Regions from separate parts of the Zea mays genome. Here region 2 is linked to region 1. A link is a contact called in public Hi-C data. All regions are on one chromosome and are shown on one strand. The core of a region is the stretch at or near the end of the contact, and the rest is flanking DNA. Distances in the headings are between cores, read along the strand shown. Region 1 holds the start of LOC100500990 (mitochondrial 2-oxoglutarate/malate carrier protein). Region 2 has its middle 7.1 kb from the start of LOC118472318.

The links. Hi-C and Micro-C count contacts between places; a contact is called where the count stands out from the background.
Region 2: a contact with region 1 is called in a Hi-C map of tassel, with 4 times the contacts expected there. The contact joins the enhancer-like site here to the promoter of LOC100500990 in region 1. A contact is called at or near these places in 2 of 25 Hi-C or Micro-C datasets (endosperm and tassel).

What each region holds. Positions count from the first base shown.
Region 1 is chr6:142,108,336-142,111,059 of Zm-B73-REFERENCE-NAM-5.0, forward strand. It overlaps LOC100500990 (mitochondrial 2-oxoglutarate/malate carrier protein), which reads right to left and starts at 1,344. Exons shown (of 6, transcript NM_001397528.1): 1 at 1,049-1,344; 2 at 67-150. The coding sequence starts at 1,204.
Region 2 is chr6:142,274,117-142,276,840 of Zm-B73-REFERENCE-NAM-5.0, forward strand. No RefSeq gene overlaps it. Among protein-coding and RNA genes, the nearest start is that of LOC118472318, 7.1 kb to the right of the region's middle. Within about 2 kb of position 1,330, at least 17 of the 20 cell types and tissues checked have an H3K27ac peak or open chromatin away from gene starts, as enhancers often do. A contact at or near this core is called in endosperm and tassel, where this site is marked.

The DNA.
Region 1 (2,724 bases), core at 94-2,593:
AAAGTTACAAGTATTAGAACTTTGTACAAGGAGAAGTTACAGAGCACCCAGGAAAACAAAACAAACCTTGTAGAAAGAACGGACACCCTCATTTGCAAGCATGTTCCTTGTGACCTGACCAGCAGAGCCCTCACCCAACTGGATCCTCACCTGAAACCAAAACAATAATAAGAATTAATACAAGATGGGCTCCACGTGCAAAGAGCCCTAGAGTATAAAGATCCAAAAAGGCATGACATCAAGACTTTCAACAGTGACATCTATTAAGCCAATTTTCAAGTTGCGACAGAAGTTAAAACATGTGGTTCCCTTTACCTACGACCTAAGGTTCTTTTAGGTTGAAGCATCGACGGTATTATGATAACATATTTACATTTTTCAACGAGTACATTTTCACCAAGAAACTACAATTGTATTTAACATATTTACATTTGCTCAACTCCATTCAAACATAGAGGCAATAAAAAACTAGTATCTTCTTCTAAGAGGAAATCAGAGGGCATCTTAAAAAACAACCACCTACTAGAAATGAAAACCATCAAATGGCTAGCTAACAACCTCCATAGATATCCCGATCTTCGCAAAAGAGAACCAAGGAGCAACGCACAGATGGCCACCTCACATCAATTAAAATCGCGGCACACAAACCGATCCCCATGGAACCAAGTAACTACAGCAAGCGAAATGTGCCATCCTTAACAAACAGATCGCGCGGCCAAGAAAAGGAACAACTTCAGTTCCCAGCAACCCACGCATGCTTGATCCAGTCATGGCAATTCCGACGGATCTAAAGCTAGCCGCACCAAAATACCTAACAGCAAGCTTAGTTCCACTACGCTGACCCCAAGGGCACGCTCGATTCATCAGATCCAACCAAAAAGGGGCAAACTCCGCAGGTAAGCATCTAACCGACTGATTCACGCGGCAAGCAACCCCATTCCCGTAGATCTAAGGCCGCCACGCCCCGATCCCGCCTCACCAGCTCACACACGAGCACTGTGAAGGAAGCCGAGTGGAGGAGTGACAGAGCGGTGCGGTGATACGGTACCTTGACCATGTCGATAGGCTGGATGACGCAGGTCGCGAGCATCCCAGAGGCCCCGCCGTTAACGAAGGGCTTGACCGTCTTCCACACGCCGGTGGCTGCCGCTGCCGCCTGCTGTGGCTGCTGCTGCTGCTGCTGCTGCTGCTTCGCGTCCGCCATCCCAGCTCCGGATAGGGCTGCGCTCTGCTCGGGGCGGGGCGGGGCGGAGGCGAAGCGAACGAGGCGACGAGAGCGAGGGAGATGCAGTAGGAGAGGCGGCGGCCTAGATCGCTGGGTAGGGACGTAACGCGATATAGAAAAAGGAAGAAGAAATGGTTGTTGCGGCCAGGCAAGGTGCGCCGCGGCCTCGTGGGCGACGTCGCGTGTGGGATCGCCGTTTCGGCGTGTGGGCGCGGTGCACGGACGGTGCGGGGTCCAAATGTGGCCGTGGGTAGCCTAGGAGGAGGTGGTGTACGGGACTTGGTCTATGCAGGAGTGCGAATCGGTAGTGCCGGAGTGGGCTCCTAGGACAGATCCAACTTGCGGCTACGGTGGAAGGCGGAGTCGAGTGTGGACCACGGAGGGGGCGCCGCACCGGGGTTCACGTCCGCGCCCGTGTCGCCCTTTACGTCACAACGAAACATTGGGCCTGTTTGTTTCGGTTTCTAGCAGCTTCTGGCCACCAAAAGCTGCTGCGGACTACCAAACGTTCAGCTTTTCAGTCAGCTTCTATAAAATTCGTTGGAGCAAAAATCATCTAAAATCAACATAAACACATAATGGTTGAGTCGGTGTAATAGTAGGAATCCGTCACTTTCTAGATCCTGAGCCCTATGATACTCAGATTCTCCCCACAGCCAGATTCTCCCCACAGCTAGATTTTTAAAAAAGCTGGTCAGAAAAAAGCTGAACCAAACAAGCCTATTGTTTTTTTCCAAGATTATAATATAAATAGCTGAATGCTCGTGTGTTGCAACGAGAATATATAATACCAGTATATTACGATAACTTATATACAAAATGTGTGTTATACCGTTGTGAGAAAATGTTTCATAATCAATTTATGATTCTGTCCATATATAGATTTTGTTATTTATAATCTATCTGTTTCAGCACTATATTGCAACCATCAGTATCATGCAGACTTCGATATATGTCACGATTTGTATGGTCTCATCATTGGAGAGCACGTTCCACACATACCGGAAGAAATTCGCTCGTACATCATTAGTCATCAGACACGTACCATCATACGCTTTTGCTTAAACAAAAAGGCAAGTATGTGTTTGCGAAGAGAATTAAAGACAAGCAGGCACAAAAGCTACCCCAACGGTGGCGAGGATGACGAACTGGTCATTGTTGTCGGTCCTCCTCTGCGTTATCTCTGGCGCCAAGATGACGCCACAGTCCTCGATATAGTAGTCGTCGAACGCGCGCGACATACCGAGTACTGATGACTCTTGGCTGGGCTGTAAAACGAAGTGCACCCCGGGCTCATCAGCAAAGTAGTACCCCTGGTCGTTGCACCACCGGACGCGTTACTCCTCTACATACATCGTGTTCGAGGACACTCATACAACGTCAGCAACGGCCATCGTCTCAGTGCACAAGAATTCATGGCCAGTCAGTAGCGACTTACGTGGCAGGTTGGGCTTCAGGTGGACAATGAGCTAGACGACGTGATGGCGTCGTCGTCGGAT
Region 2 (2,724 bases), core at 80-2,579, 170 kb after region 1:
GGATGGTCCGCGTGTGCGCAGAGGCGGCGGCGTTCGGCCACATCACCTGGATCTGACCGTCCGGGACCCATCAGGGAGGAGAGATCCTATGGCTTATATTGGGATCGACAGGCCATCCAAGACGCCTCCAGACAACTTAGAATCGAAGAGGTGAAGATTGAGGTGAAAAGGACTATGTTACTGTCTACTCCTAGGACAAAAAGTAAAGGAACGGAAGATATTATGATTTGATTTGATTCGATTGTTGATAATTCAATCGGTCGTTCAAATGTATAAGGGGGTCGGGGCGTCCTCCAATAACTCCCTCGAGTTTAGAGGGATAAACACGCGTGGAGAAAAGAGTTGATCCACCTGATCTATTCATATCGCGGACCGTCCAACTACGCGGTCGGACCGTGCCTAATGCCACAAATGTTGTTCAACACTTAGCTTATTTGTCTCTACCTGTTCTCGTGTTTCTTTTATCTGGTTTCTTTCTCTTTTTAGCAAACCGTCTGACCGTCTATATATCACGGTCTTAGCAAACCGTGTGACTGTCTACATATTACGACGATTAGTTGCTTCATGACTATGAGATTAATACTCCGAACTTTGCAGGTCACTAGTTTTGTGCCCTATAAACTACCATAAACTATATAAAGTTATGGAACTAACCTAACTGGAATCGCATCGCCTGGACTTTTACGGATAACAAAACAATAATGTTGTTTTAGAGTACGACAGAAAATTAATCAACCTCTAATTTCTTAACCAATCAAGAACCATTAAATGATTAATATTGCAAACTATTGCAGGTCACTAGTTTTATGCTCTATAAACGATCTAAATGATCTAATATAATATAAACAACTGAATTTACCAAGTCAATCTAGAATCAAAATCTAGACATACAATACAATCAATGAACAAAGCGAGATGAACGATATTACCACATCTTGCATAATCAACACATTAATCTCCAATATTTATATATATAAGCTGTTTTATAAAAGAATCAATGAGTTCCTCAAGATCTCTAAAAATCCTAGATTAATCTTTTAATAGATCTAATCTAGTGCCTAAATATCTCTCAAATCAAAACAAAACAAAACAAAACTAAAGGAACGAATATCTCCCTCGAACACGAATTTCTCTTGGACCACCAGCGGCTGACTTAGGCCGCGTTCTCCCATCCTGGGTGCACCCCTTCACGCGGGCCGACGCCCAGCTGGGCCTCGCTCCTCCACGCAGCAGGCCGCCTTTACTTTCACGTCATAGGTCGCGCCCGCTCCAGCTGACAGGGCGCCCTCCGCGCCAATAGTCCTGGGCCGGCACCTTCATCTTGGGCCGCCTGTGGAATGGCCGCCGAGTGGGCTGCCCCAAACCCCTCTGTTGTGCCGCACGCGCACAGAGAGCAAGGCCAGTCCGGTTTTGGTTGCATCCGCCAGCTCTTGGCCCGGTGCTTCACACGCACTCACGGCCGAGTGACCCAGACTGGCAATCAATTTTCCCCCCTTTTTACTTTTCTTTTTCTTTCATTTTTTCCTCTTTTTTCTCCTTTCTAGGCATTTCATATATATCTACAACACACGCGATGGTCATTTGCAACAGTATGAAACATCTCACACATCATCTTTGATCAAGAACCTCAGTTAATTTGTTCCTAAACTTAGTCCCAAAACTTAGTTTTGGTACCTCATTTCCTCTCCACTTAACACAGAAAAGTAAAACTTAGTTTCCGTACCTCACTTAGTTTTGGTACCTCATTTCCTCTCTACTTAATACATAAAAGTAAAACTTAGTTTCCGTACCTCATCACCTCTCTACTTAATAGAGGAAACTAGTTTTCATCGTCGCCACCGGCCCATTTTGCCTCAACCAACACCTCGATATCAATAATCCATACAACCGAGTACGAGGGCAAGCCCACGACTTGATTTAAGGTTAATCTAAGAAAAAACACAGCACCAAGTGTGTTACATCAATATCAAAACATATATTTGCACACATACATTACTTCCAAATTATGTTAATAATCACTTGCAAAGCCTATGCCAATTTTAAAGCAATGTTCTAATGTTAACTAACACAATATTTTCATCACACAGGATTTCACACTTCTAGTCTTGCCTTGGGACTCCTATTGGTCTTAAGCTAAGGTTTGGAATGATCGCTAATAGTGATTTGTCCAAGGAGAATTCCATAATTCTGGTTAGGAGTGGAGCAGCTTACTCATCTCTATCACCATATTCAAACTCCATTATGTAAAATAGTGCAAAACTGTATTTTAGGTAACCATATGGATAATCTGCTAGACACAGTCTAATGGACTTTAGATTTTACACTATAAAATTTAAGATGAACGAATCGGCTTAGGATCAAGCTCTATTTCTATTTATTTTGAACTAAAATTAATTAAGAGCCCTAACTTATTATGAAGAAACGGATTGTGATTCATTTACCACCCCTAGTTCTAGTCAAGTCACCAAACACTCTAGCGACAGCAACCCTCGCCTTCTTAAGCTTGCCTCTCAGGTATCGAGAGCCTAATAGAGGAGGGTTACTTACGAGCAGTTGAGCCATCTCCTTTCTCAGGCACTGTTTGGTATAGCTCTAGCTCTAAGAAATTTGATGGAGTTGGTGGAGCAGGTCATTGGGCGCTCTAAAAAATCGTGGAGATGGAACTGTAAGCCTTTAAAATACATTTAGATAAGTTATTTTGTTTATTATTTAGATTAAAAATAA